3 separate regions of the Mus musculus genome follow, and regions 2 and 3 are each linked to region 1. Evidence: chromatin contacts called from public Micro-C data. All regions are on one chromosome and are shown on one strand. Each heading gives the region's core, a stretch centred on a gene start, on an enhancer-like site or on the middle of the called end of the contact. The rest is flanking DNA. Distances are from core to core; before and after follow the strand shown. Region 1 overlaps Prmt3 (protein arginine N-methyltransferase 3). Region 2 has its middle 22 kb from the start of Slc6a5. Region 3 overlaps Slc6a5 (solute carrier family 6 (neurotransmitter transporter, glycine), member 5).

Region 1 (4,649 bases), core at 2,053-4,552:
ATGTGGTTACTACCTTCTGTGTAAGGGAGAATGCTGCTCCTACTAGGAACCTAGCATGTGCTGGCCACTGACTACGGGTCAGCAGGAGAGTGCTTACTCTCTAGTGCTTCTGGAGAGCAAGGTGCCCCTCCTCTACTTGGATCTTCTCAGTGTGGAAAACTCTAAAGTTTAAAACCCTTCCTCCCACTAGATGGCACTCTGACCCGATCAGTACGGTACCCTTCCCTTTACACTGTAGTTTTAGGAAACTATAAAAAGAAACAGCAGCATCTCAAGATCTCAGAACACATGCACCCTTAGCCCAGACTCAGCTCTCAGGCTTAAGGATGTAATGTAAATCTTAAGCAAGAGGCCCCACATCAAATTCAGGGGAACGATTAATTATAACTAAGTAGCCCACACTTATGAGAACAACCAAAGTATAAGCCAGCACCTTTAATAAAGACAATCATATTAGAGAGACACATATTAGAGACTTAGCAGATTGTGCTAGGATCCCAATTTGTCTCCCCCAAATTCATATATTAAAGATAAACCAACAATGTACTGGTATGAAGTAAAATAAGTAAGGTAAATATATTTTTCTCTCATATGCAAACTTTGTATTTAAGAAAATCATATATAGGACAAGAAAATCGATGTGACTATAGAGAGAGGAGCCTACAGAAGGGAAAATAAGGGTAACAGGAAGGACAGATATCATGCTTTCTCTCACATGAAGTCAAACTGATTCACACACACACACACACTTACATGTTATATGAATAACATGAAGGTAGATGGGAGCCACATAAAGGAAAAGGACCAGCAGGAAGGACCAGCAACATACAATGACACACATATGTGAAAATGTTGTAAGAAAGCCCTTTATTTTGTATGCTAACTAAAAGTTAATTGACTATACAGGGGATGGAAAGAAAGCTAAACATATGGAGCATGCTTACAATCCCAGCAGTCAGGAGCTAAAGCAGGTGTACAGTGAGTTCATGAGTTCAGGGCCAGCCAGGGTTACATTGCCAGTGTGAGGTCAATCTGGAAGACCTTTTCTCAAAAACATAGAACTGGGGAGTTTTTCAAAGTAATTTGAGCCATGAGGAGGAAGCCTGCCACATTTGAGGTGATGGGCTTGCCCGGGCCCCCCCCCCCCCCGCTTCTATTCTTGTTTATGTGAAGACAATATCCACTCCTCTGGAGCACACACAGCAACAAGGTACTATTCTTGGCAGCAGACACCAGACTCTGGCCAGACACAGAATCTACCATATCCTTGACCTTGGTCTTCCTGCTTGGAAAACTGAATTTTTAGAAATCTTATTGTCTCTAAGTATAAATTACTTAGCCTCAAGTACTTTTGCTATAGTACCATAAACACACTAGATTCCCATAATAGACACACACACACACACACACACACACACACACACACACGATTTTAAGGCTATAGAAAGTGTCAACTAGCAATATGATTAAAGAGTTAAAAGAACGAGACCTAAATTTTCCAAATACAACAAATATACAATAAGAAAAGGCCATTTTGTTAGATGCAGCAATAAGCATCTATCCTGGCATTTGCTGAACCTAGTAAAGAAGCCTGGGGTGCAGCTCAGTGAGGACTCCCAGAAACTGCCCATATAACAGACACGCGGTGAATTTAGTAGCCCGCCCAGACAGCTTGGTACCATGTGGTCAAACACTTCCTCCCCACTCTACCCACTCTGAAGGACTTTCAAGCACAAATCAGCCTCAGGGAAATGCAAAGCCCCAATTTAATGCTTGATGTGGCTCAAAGAACTGAGGCAAAGCAGTAATCTATAATCCTGCCAAAGTCAATAAGGTAAATTCCTTGTGTACTTCCTCTGTTTCAAGTTGACAAGGGGCTTTGTTCCACTGTGAGAGTGAAAGTTCCCAAGAAACTGCACCTACAGAGGCAGACTGACTGAACTCAAAGGATGTGGGAAGTTGGAATGCTGCAGGTCCAGAGTCAAATTAGCTTTGGCGGTGTCAGGCCCTTCAGCCATTTGTTACCTAGCTCTACGTGACCCAACATTCTGTGAGTTGTTAATCTTAGGTAAACCTTTCACACTCTTGGATGACATCAAAACTTAAAAGACATTTGGGAAAGGAAAGGAAGATGAGCCTCGAGTGCCCCTGACTTAGAAAGACACCACCCTCACAGTCTCTTGGAGAGATGATTCAGGAAGGAAAAGACCCCCTCGTCAGTCAGAGCAGTCGGCGGAGCCCACACCTATACAGAAGTCGATAAACAGAAACAACAAAACAAAGCAAGGTACAGCAGCTACACAACACTCCGCGGCAGCTCCTTCCCATCATTCTACCCAATAAACATGAGAGGATAAGGTGCAAAAAGATAGATTCCAGCCTGGTAAGGAGTGTGACTTACAGAACACATGAACATTACTCATCATGAAAACAGGAATGGAATGCAAAGACAGAAGAGATGAGCAAGATGAGATGCTGAAAAGGCCTGAAAACCAGGGAAGTGAATCAAATGAAGATTTAGCAATCACCATATAAGACAAAGGCAGCAACTATTCGGAAGGACTTGGAGGAAAATGTAACCCAGAGCAAGGACTAAAGACTAAAAAAAAAAAAAATCTTACCAGGAGACCAGACACTCATCATGTGGGGGCCTGAAGCAGAGGCTATGACAGGGCAGATGAATCAAAGACATGGCCTAAGATGATCAGACAACTGCTGCTCAAAAGAACATGGCCTCCAGGGAGATTAGACAGATTCAAATACATATCTATGAGCTACTTACATGAAAACAATCTGCAGAGGAAAGAATTCGGACTGTAACCAGTTCTTTCCAAGACACTGAAAAGGTTCTGTGGGAAACAGTATGACCCAAGAAACTGCCCAGCAGCTAAGAAAAGAAGCAGATATTCACAGCCATCAAATCAGGGATACAGGACTCAAGGGCACATGAAAGAGAACTTGTGAGTGTGTTCATGTTTAAGAGAGGACTGACAAGTGAAGCCTGGAGAGGCCAGTTGGCACCGACATTCTGAAATAGAGATTTGCTACAACAGTGAAACAAACACTAAAATCCCACCATAACATCTACAAGATGACAAATCAGCCGTGTAGAGGAGAGCACTGGGCAGGTGCCACTGTCCTCATCATCCAGAGCATCATGGTCACAGCTGCTCTTCAGAACTGAAAAGGGTTGGTAATAACAGACAAACCCGGAATGACTCGAACACCATGTCTGAAAGGAAGGGGAACAGGATGAATCCTGGCGCAGTGTCTGCAGGGCCTGCTGTCCAGTAGAGCCATCTGGGCAGTTACTCAGCCATCCCATGCTTCACAACCCAGTCTAGGGACTCATTCGCTCACCGTGTTACTGTCAGAAACGTAACAGCTGTTTCCAGAGCCATCTTGAGACATGTGCAAGCAGCAGCTCATCTGATCCTCGATGAAGCCCACAAACTGAGTACTGCTGGTTCATTTTACAGAGCAGGAAACCAAGGCACTGAAAAGCTCCATCACGTGCCCCAGTGGTAATGAAAGAGGCTAAGTGCTCAGGCAGGCCGACTCCCAGCGCCGCCCTCAACCTGCCACTCGCTAACTGCCTTCGCACTTACACAGGAAAATCCCAAATCTGACTGTGTCGGGGCCAGTGAATTTCCGTCAGGATAAGCTCCCCTGTGAGAGAGCCCATCGTCATTGATTTACACTGAGACACGTGATGGAGTCTGTCAGTACTGTGTGAGTTGTGGCTCAGCCTCTGGAGAAAAGAGGTTTAATAGCAACATTGTCTAACAACAGAAGCTGTGATGGCTGTGACAGAAGGTTCAACTAAAGTGCAAAACCTGACCATGTTTCAGCCCTGAAAACATACACATGAATAACATTATGTGGACTGAGCACATGCATGTATCTAGCACACACTCACACATACAACCACACACACATACACACACACATACACACACAGAGGCACACATTGGGATGGGTTGGAGAGGTAAAAGAAAGGGAAAATGATGTAATTATATGATTGCAATAAAATGTTAAACTGTCTAAAAGCAGAATAAAATCAAATGGAGAAAAGGGAGTGCAGGAACAGACAGCATGTAACTTTAAGGACCGACAGCAAAGTCGAGGCAACAGCCAAGGTAAAGCACTTCCACAAGTGAAGCCACAGAGAAGTAAGAAATCTAACGAAAAGCAGCAGCAGGCAATAGGCCTGTCTTATCTGTCCTCATCTTGAGCCACCAGCTAAGCCACGTGAGATTACTTCAGGAAATGCCATGGTAAACAAAGTGTGTGCGAATAAATGAGTGTGTGTAACAATATAATTTTTTACTACTTAAAATGTCACAATGACAATGCATACATGAGTTTCTATCCCTTGAAGCAGAGGAGAACAGGAAAGAGCGCCCGTCCTCAGAGTGCCAGCTGCAGGGGCGGCACTAGCAGGCCAGCTGAAGATAAAGCCCAACATCCAACAGCCTGAGTGTGACCAAGGGCTCAGGGCCTGCCTCCTGGAAGGGCACACCAGGATACAAGCATATGTCCACACCCAGGGGACACTTGCTCGAAACTGGACACTGTCTGTTAAGTCCTAACACTTCAAAAGCTACTAAAGTTACTATTTTGCTGGATTGTCACTATGCTCATAAAAA
Region 2 (4,478 bases), core at 609-3,108, 80 kb before region 1:
CCCTGTCACAAACAAAAAAAGAAAGAAAGAAAAAAAAAACACAGAGGAGACTTGATTGGATGTAGGTTTAGAAAAGGGACGATGCCTGATAATTCCCTTCATATTGATCTTTTTGACCCCATGATTGTTAATGGAAAGGCCCACTAACAGAAAGAGACACCGAAGAATGGACATCTCAGTTGGCAAGGGAGCACATGCCTTTGAAGGGTGGTGTTGGTGCTTTCTTCTTGTCATCAGAATCTACACAGCAAGGCTCTGCTGAGCAGTGTTGTGGTCGCCTGTATTAGGAAGATTGGTTAGCGCTACTTACAGGACACTTTCCAGGCTAAATGGTGGCTCTGGCTGCGTTCTTGGGAGGTGCTGGGGAGTGGAGCCCCCTGAGACTCAATATGGTTAATGGCAGTGAGTGGTTAAGACTGCAGGCACTGCTGGGGAAGTATTCCCAGAAGGCTGTTTGTGCTCTACATTAGGGAAATTAAGCACTGAGAATGTGTTCAATTTAGATCCATCTGGTCTGTGCGTCTCCTTTTCCTTCTTTCCCTTCAGAAAAGACTACTGTTCGAACAAAGGCACTTGACGGTCACTTCAAGTTACTAGGAAACAAGGCATTTGGCACCTGGACATCTTGAAAAGCAGAGAGAAAAGCTGCCTCCCTCATTCGAGTTGGTGAGGGTCTCTGCCCAAAGCAGAGGTCATCATCAAGTATGCTGGCTACCCAGGATACAACTTGGGAAGAAAGACAGGAGGACTGAGTTGAAAGCAGTATGTTTAGAGGAATGGGTCAGCATTCAACAATTAACAGATGGTTCAACAAGTAAAGCCAGTTGCCACCAGGCCTGAGGACCTAAGTCAGATCCCCAAGATCCACATGGTAAAAAGAGAAAACTGCAACTTGCCACTGGCCCCTGTGTGTACTTACACACATCTACATATAAGTGTTATTTAAAATTTTTAAGAAATCCTTCCTTACTGTAGAAATCCATATAGCTGTTATGGAAACAAGGTAGACCATTATTGTTGACTTCAGTATTATTTATTTATATCTGATTTTTGGAGATAGGGTCTCTTGTAGCCCTGGCTGGCTTTTAATTACTGTGTAGCCAAGGGTGGGTTTGAACTACTGATCCCTTGCATCCCTTGTAGAAAGAGAGGCTGGAACAGTATCCTAAATAGTGGATGTTTGACATCCCTGGACTCAGACATCCTACCTTCAAAATTGAGACTTATCTCAGCAGTCATCCCTGCTGCCTCAGTTTCCCAACAGTGGCTTCCAACACTAACGATTTCTAGCCTCTCCACCAGCAGCCTTTTCCAGAACTTTGAATGACACCGAGTACAAGCTTGGGATCAGAATGATGGGGAGGTCTAGAAAAAGGAAAGTCAAGAGTAGCAAGTCCTCTCTGGGCCATGCTCCCATGGTGGAGGACATCTGCACTGAATCTAGTTAAGCACTCAATGCTTCACTGGACAGGTGTCAGCCCCTGGATGGTCTGGTTCCTCTCGATGTGATGTCAGACGACAGGAAAGAGCTCAGAATGGAAGAGGTCACTTCCTATGGGTGATTTGAACTCCACAGGGTCATTTTCATTATTAGTGTTACTCAGCATTGCTTCTGGGTAGCCCTGAGGCAGCTCCAGGCTGCACCCCATTCTGCATCCCTCCCTTCTCCCCAGGGTCTCTTCAGACTAATTCCAGCAGGGCTACGATTTCATCTCCTTGTCTCTCTGGTACCCAGGGAAGAGCATACTAGAGTTTTTGAAATTTTTTTCTTACCATGTGTTAGATATTCAACCTTAACAAATGCAATTGCATGAATCACCCTCAACCCCAGCCCTCTTGGCATTGTTACTCACTCCTGCCTCACTGGTGACACATCTGAGACACAGCACCACTAAAATGACTGTGGAAATCAGTCGTTTAGTATAGTCAGAAGTGACCACCAAGTTAACATGAGTCTGATCTCCAAAACAAGGGCCCATCAATCCAACTAAGCTTCTAACCAATTCTGAGGCTTCGGTGACTGTGGTAGAGCTGGGAATTGTCACTCAGGGTGGTTCCTAAACTTTCCTGTTACTTAGGAAGTTCCTCTGTGCTTGTTTGCCATCAACTGCTCCTCCCACTCCAGCCCCAGGCAATGACTAATTCTCCCCCCCCCACAAGTGAGCCAAAGTCTTGCTCATGCTCCCCATGCACTGACCTATCCCAAATTTAACCTCCCTCTAGAGTCATGTTTTTAAAAACATTAAGTTTATGAATGTTTTGCCAGCATCTATGTCTGTGCACTATGTGTATGCTATTCTCATGGAGGCCAGAAGAGGATGTTGGATTCTTTGGAACTGGAGTTACAGATTGTTCTGAGCTTCCATGTACAGTGCTGAGAATGGAGCCCGGACCCTATGTGTGGGCATCTAGTGCTCTTAACTGCTGAGCCATCTTTCTGACCCCTACATCTGTTTGCTTTGGAAGTTTTACTTAAACAGAATGACAAAAAAATCCCTTCTTTCACTTAACACACTGATTTTTAGGCCAACCCATCACAAACTGCTATCATTTCTTACTTCCCATTGGTTCATAGTTTTCCACAGTGGGATGATGCATTTAGTCTTCCTGTTAAGTGTGTGGACACTTTCTAGTTGGGGGACTAGTGCTGCTCTACTTAGAGTCTTGGTTTAGGCTTTCTGAGCTTCAGTTTCTCTTGGACATATAGGGGTGGAATTGCAGGGTTGCTTTGTCTTGTCCTCCTCCTCCTTCTCATTTTTCCTTCTCTTCTTTCTCTTCCTCTTCTTTCTAATTAATCATTGCTACTCTTGGAATTCATCTTTGGTGAAGCTGCAAAGCTCCTGGTACCTGAGATACCAGAGTGGCATCCTGGTGTCCCCATGCTCTCAGAGCTGTCACACACACAGCCACAGAAAAAAACCCTGTGTGTGTTATTCCATGTATAGGAATACTACATTATGATTCCTAAGAACCTATGTGATTCTGAGAACATATGTAAGAAGTCTCCAAACATCTTCCCATTGAAATATGTCTTTAAATGAATGATATTCTTTTTATGTCTCATAACAAGGACATTATGATGCTATGCAAAATTGTGTGCAAAGATGGCTTCTCATAACACATTTCCTTTCATGATGGTTCAAGATAGAGCTGGAGAAGTAAGTGGCTTAGCAGTAAGAGTGCTTGCTGGTCTTGCAAAGGTTTCATTCACACCACCTACATCAGGTGGCTCACAAGTGCTTGTAACTCTCATTCTCGTGGGATCTAAAACTCTACTGTCTTCCTCAGGAACCTGCATGTATGTGATGCCCACGTACACCCAGAATAAATCAATCTTTACAAAAAAGAAGGAAAAAAATCTCTTGATGCACATTTAAAGGACTTTGACTTTAGGCCCTGACAGCTGCATTTTTGAGGCTATGCTCCAAGAGCCATTATTTAAAAGCCCTCAGTAATCCAGATGTGAAGCCACATCACATCAAAATGATGATCTCATGACAGTTGCTTGTCAGGTTGTGGCCAGAGCTAGAGACAGGAGTCGGAGTGGGTGAGCGAGCTCCAGACAGCCATCGTGAAAACATAGAAGGGTCTCCAAATCTATTGTATAGTCTGATCATGACTGGCTCACAGAGGGACCAGTACAGTGGGCCCTGAGAGACTCGTGAAGTCCAGACCCACAATCTCCACATGCAGAAAAGTGTCAGGAAACCAAAGCAGCCATATAGTCATGGCTGGGGCAGCCTGGCTTTTAGATGCCTCTTCACTCAGGTATCCTGCAGTCTTCGGAGAACAGAAAGGGGCAGAGATCCCCTTCTCACCTGCCTTGCCAGAGCCATGGCTCTCTGTGGTTTGTGAGAGGCAGCACTTACCTGCTGATAGGCAGGCATGCTGGATTGGCAGGCCTCACTGCCTGTACCCAATTTGGGTGGTTGCTTCTCCTCCTGGAACCCTGGACAGGAAGTCATCTCACCCATTATGATTCGTGCATTTGTTCTTTACCTTCCCCCGAAGGGACTGGCGACAGCTGGTTGCCCCTTGCCTGGCTCACACAAATGTCTTTCTGTCAGGCTGCCTGGTCCACTGAGGAAGAGAAACACACTCATCAGAGCAGTATGTGGAATTCTGGGAGGTCCAGCCATGCAGGAAGGTGGCAGTATGACCCTGAGACCCTCTGTCCACGGCCTGTGAATTTATACATGAGCAGTGAACCCTGAGGCCATACTTGACATCTTTGCAGAACCCCCAACCAGATGGGGAACTGGTGCTGGGTGGGGAGGTGTCAATGCTGACAGGAAGGTTCACTACAGGAATGGTAATCAGACCGTTATGCCTTCTGAACTTGCTTTCCCTCTGGTTTTGTTTCGTTTAATTTTTCTCTCAGACCAAATTCATGCAACTGAAGCTATCTATAAAACAAGTGTCCTTCAAAGGGGCCCAGGGTATGGTAGCCAAGAGGTGCTTCAGCTGAGAGGGGGACT
Region 3 (4,676 bases), core at 1,554-4,053, 110 kb before region 1:
AATGCCTACAGCTTGGGAGAAGAAAGATAGGCAAAGATGGGTTCCTGGGCTTGGAGCTGAGGAGACCATAAGGGTGAAAAGAAGGTGGGAGAGGAGAAAGATGTCATAGGTTAGGAGTTGGGAAAGCATGGTCATGAAGGCTGGCCAATTGGAGTTAAGAGCAGCCCAGATGAAACATAAGTAATAACTTGGGGTTATCGATAGGACATAGATTTTAATAGCATAGAGGATAGATTTCTGCCCAGCTCTAGCGCTGATTAAGGCGTACTGTAAATAATAAAAGTTGTGTGTCTTTTATCTAGGAACTAAATGATCAAAGGTGAGTTAGAAGTCCCAGATTGAGAATAAATAATTTCTACAATAAGACCCCATGCTGGGCTCAGCTCAAGAAGTCGTCTTTAGACACAGCAAGCATAGATTATTTTAATCTTTACTCTCAATAGGAAGAAGCTGGGGTATTTCTGACCGTTTTGCAATGTGTTTCTAACAGCAGTATAAACTGCTAGACACACAGCTGTGGGTTTTCTCAGGGGTGAAGCACTAACTAGCATGCCTAAGGCCCTAGGTTCTAATTCCAGCACCACAGAAGGGGATGCAATAAGTAAAAATGGGCAGAAATTTGAAACAAAAAGCCCGCTGGACTCCCAAAAGACAGTTTCATCAAGCACCAAGTAGCAAGACAACTGGCACTGTGAGGACTAGGTCTCGGGGATGTCTGCAACACTGGATGCTCATGGCCCCCAAGCCTTACGTCACCCCTGTGAGCCAAGTCCTGGAATCAGCTGGTACCCAGAGCTGCAGCCGCTTACCAAGGATGCAAGTCCTGCCAGGAGGAACGGGGCACTTGCTTTTTGCAGTCCTCACTCTGATCTACCCCACTCTGGAGTACACAGCAGGGCTCATGGGCTCGTGCACCTAGAGAGTCCAGCACAGGGGCCCAAGGAGGAAGGCACAAATGGGGAATGACGGCAGCAGCAGACAGATTGTTCCCACCAATCCGCAATGACCTTTTCCAGATGTTCAGGTCCAGATGCAGAAAGTGAGTCTGCATACCATCTTCCTTTTCTAAGTTTTGGAGAATGAGTTAAAATTGTTCTAGACACCATGACAAAATGCATGCAGTGAAGATGCATTGTGCCACGCTCCAAGCCACGCCCCAAACCATGCCCCGAGCCACACCCTCTGTGAGTGCAGCCACAAGGGCAAGAGTGGGGGTTCAGGCTTCCACCAGGCCTGAGAGCACCTCCAACTGCTAGGGATGGATGGATCTCGTTCACGGGGCTATTGCAGGGTCCAAAGTAAGTGAGATAAGAGGCTTAAAAATACTCAATACATCCTAGCAGTAACTCAATCTTCGTCATATTACCTGTCCACGAGGCAGACTGTACTCTGTATCACTTCCGAGGAACACACTGACCTACCTCAATGGCCGGCTGCTCCCCCACCCCCACCCCTAGTTATCTCAGAATGCCGAGGGAAGATTCCAACAACATGGGCTGCTGATGTTGCTCATTGCTAGAGTGTTTGCCTAGCAGCACGAAGCCTCCGGTTCAGTCTTCGGATGCACATTAGACCACGTGTGGTGGTGTACACCTGTAATCCCGGCATGTGACAGGCTGAGACAGGAAGGCTGCCAGGAGCGTGAGCCCAACCTTATCTCAAACAAGCAAGATTCAAATAACAGTAGAAAACCCCTCCCCTTCTGATTGGCTCCCCAGACTCTCTCCGAGGAGTACTAATAATTACTTCCCGGGCCAAATCATTCTTTGCTGGAAGAAGGCTGTCCTATGTGGTAATAGCCACTGGCTGCTGCTCACCAAACACTAGTAGTCTTACCACCCCAGACCAAAAACAAAAGCAAAAACAAAAACAAAAACTGGCTCTGCTAAATCTCAGGCTGAGAATCTGTTTCTAGGTGTCTCCTAGAAGCTGCCTTTTCAACATTAGCTCTTTAATTAAAAAAACAAAACAACAAAACCAAAACAAAACAAAATAAAAACAACAACAACAAAAACATTTTCAGAAGGATTCCAGACTCCCGACTATCAAATCTTTGCTGGGGAAGATTTCTTCTTTTAATTTCTTTTAATTTCTTCTTTTAATTTCTTTTAATCCCCTGAACCAGGGGATTAAAGTTCCACTCAGATCCTTTTGGCGTAAATCACCACGGCTTAATTCTGATTTTTCCTGATGAAAAGCAACCCATCCGCTAAGATCTCAGTGATCGCTGCTTGCTTCCAAAATTGCCTTTGTAAAGACTCCCTGGACCCGTGAATGCCCAGAGGACCACCGACCAGCCAACCCAGTGTAGCCTCATAAGATCCAGTTCCAGGTTCCCACTGCAATGCTGCAGAGCCACCAGCAGCCTCGAGCCTCCTGCAATGTCTCTTCTAACCACTAGGTGGCAGGAGCGTGCTTCTCGGCTCTCTGCCCTTTCTGTCCGCCAGAGAAGCAGTGACAGGCCATCTCATCAGAGCTCCGCGGCCCAACAACCCCGAACAAAGAACAGCGATAATGATCGGCTAAATTGGAAAGCTGTTGGAATGGGATTCTCTTTACTCGGGCAATTATTAATAAATGAAAGCACAGGAAAGACCGGGGAGAAAAGGGATCATTTAATTAAAGTTCTAATGAAAATTAAGCCATTCCAGAAATAGAAATGGTGTTTATACTGTTCCAATTTGAGCTGACCCAGCTAAGGCCCTGTTTGAACAAAACAGTGGCTGAACTCATTCCGCAGGGTAGGGACAAACTGTCCTCCATTGCAGATCCTTGGAGGGCTGAGTCAGCCTGGGCAGTAGCCTGTCCTACAAGCTGTACCTAGAGACGCAGGAAGCTGAGACTAGAGGATTGCCATCTGAACTACAGAACAAGGCCTTGCCTTAATAAAAACGGGAAGGAAGATGAAATGACTAGGCATGTTCTGCCTCTCTCTGTAGGCAGCCCCAGGGCTGGTCTCGGGCTGGAGTGGGCACAGTGCTTGGCATCTGCATGCTGACATGAACAATCAGACAACATGATCAGAGCAACACTGGTGGTGGACACACCTCCACCCACTGTGTGTGAGGGTCACAATGTTAAGCCATTTATACGTCCGTTCATCTCCTGGGACAGTGCCAGGCTTGCTTTGAAAACGAAGTGGTTACAGGGCTGAGGCGGTGCCTTGGGGGTCATGTGGGGAACACTGCAAGGGAGGAGAGGGGGCATCAGGTCCATTTCCCAAAGAAGCCTAGCTTGGTGTATTCATCTTGGAGATGGCATGGGAAAAGCTATTGTCTAAATTCCCAACAGCTGGGCCAAGCAGAAGGGATTTAAAGCAATGTGTATCTCTATAGGTCAGGATTCTCTTACCTTTCTACGGCACCTCAAAACCCAACAGGATTGAAACCCCTATCAAAGAGAACTTGACCCCATGTATAGAGCCCACCCATGTACAAGTAATGCAGAAGCTGAGGGGAGTGCAGAGAGGGGGTGGGGGAATATTGATACTTTGCTTTATTTAATTAACAAAAAAAAAATTAGAAACTATGGCTAAGCGTGCTGCGGCCTCTGACTCATTCATGGGCTCCTAGGAATAATCAGAGAAATATGCCCATTGTCTGTGCTCTGGTTGTTTTAATGGTGTACGGCTGGTGAATAGATGCCTAGCCATGCCAGGCCCCATAGCCCTCTGCCTCTCAGGGTTGCTTCACACCACACTGGAGAGAGACATGAATCCAAACCAGGGCAGGGTCATGCCTGCCTCTCTCTTAAGGCATCACCTATATGCCTGGCCAAGGTACCTAGGTAGCTTTAAAAAGAATAAACACACACATGTAAAAATGAATAGACTACACAATAGATGCATATCTATGACAGAAAAATGGAGCAAAGATGGGCCCCAAATTGTTCAAATTTTTATCCTTACATCCATGTAGGTATCTCTAATAAAGATAAAATCCCACTATGAACATAGCATGCTTTTAAATGTATTAGGATGTGGGAGGTTTTTCCCATGCTTTTATATATGACTATTTGTTTTTAATGATTATAGAATAACTTATTATGAAGGGTGAGCCATGATTTATTTGAGCAATGGAATTGTGGGGCTCTTTATCACATACTAAGTTCCTACTGCTTTCCAGCACTGTGAATGTGATTGCAATGAGCAGTTTCGTACCATATTTATCTGTCTCTAATTTTCCCTTTGCACGGATGCCTCCACGTAGAATCATCACAGTGATAGCTTAGCTATTGCGTGCGTGATCTTTCTTGCTATCACACAGAATATCAACCACAAATATCACTGGGGGGGGGGAACACCTGTCATGATATCACTTTTGCTGGGACTTGATAGACTAGAACACGTGGACCAAAGATTCTTTAAACACCCCGGACAGGCAGAAAATATGGGGGTCACATGGCCCAAAATGCAGACCTTGCAACTTACATTGCAAGTTTGAAAACTCCCCTTAGTCATCTGGGGAAAAAAAACAATAATCATCGCGTCACTTGCCGTCTGCAATCCGCAGGTTCTGTTCAAGAGGGGTAAAAATGTGACTTTATGGTGCAGCCTTGCAGTCTAGGAAGCATTTAGCACTGGGGTAAGTCTGTGGCCTTAAAAGACATGCATACTTGGACTCCAGTCCCCAAGTCCGACCAGACACCTAATTCAGAGCTTCTGCTCAAGGTTTTTC

What was found. A called contact is a pair of places that touch in the nucleus more often than the background predicts.
Region 2: a Micro-C map of muscle stem cells shows a contact between it and region 1, with 2.7 times the contacts expected there. The contact joins two enhancer-like sites. A contact is called at or near these places in 1 of 484 Hi-C or Micro-C datasets (muscle stem cells), 1 of 115 datasets of contacts at active chromatin or transcription factors (embryonic stem cells) and 2 of 9 other capture datasets (adipose tissue and pancreatic islet).
Region 3: a Micro-C map of muscle stem cells shows a contact between it and region 1, with 4 times the contacts expected there. The contact joins two enhancer-like sites. A contact is called at or near these places in 7 of 39 promoter capture datasets (the 3T3-L1 cell line, the C10 cell line, embryonic stem cells and 3 more), 2 of 15 datasets of contacts at CTCF or cohesin (both in the NIH/3T3 cell line), 8 of 484 Hi-C or Micro-C datasets (the HPC-7 cell line, Sertoli cells, cerebellum and 4 more), 9 of 115 datasets of contacts at active chromatin or transcription factors (PVALB interneurons, astrocytes, bone marrow-derived dendritic cells and 6 more) and 2 of 9 other capture datasets (adipose tissue and pancreatic islet).

The regions. Positions count from the first base shown.
Region 1 is chr7:49,807,079-49,811,727 of GRCm38.p6, reverse strand. The region is part of intron 10 of Prmt3 (protein arginine N-methyltransferase 3); the gene reads right to left. Among named protein-coding and RNA genes, the nearest start is that of Prmt3, 31 kb to the right of the region's middle. Within about 2 kb of position 3,302, at least 27 of the 459 cell types and tissues checked have an H3K27ac peak or open chromatin away from gene starts, as enhancers often do. A contact at or near this core is called in muscle stem cells, where this site is marked.
Region 2 is chr7:49,885,626-49,890,103 of GRCm38.p6, reverse strand. No RefSeq gene overlaps it. Among named protein-coding and RNA genes, the nearest start is that of Slc6a5, 22 kb to the left of the region's middle. Within about 2 kb of position 1,858, at least 45 of the 459 cell types and tissues checked have an H3K27ac peak or open chromatin away from gene starts, as enhancers often do. A contact at or near this core is called in muscle stem cells, where this site is marked.
Region 3 is chr7:49,921,333-49,926,008 of GRCm38.p6, reverse strand. All of the region lies in intron 5 of Slc6a5 (solute carrier family 6 (neurotransmitter transporter, glycine), member 5), which reads right to left. Among named protein-coding and RNA genes, the nearest start is that of Slc6a5, 13 kb to the right of the region's middle. Within about 2 kb of position 2,803, at least 74 of the 459 cell types and tissues checked have an H3K27ac peak or open chromatin away from gene starts, as enhancers often do. A contact at or near this core is called in muscle stem cells, where this site is marked.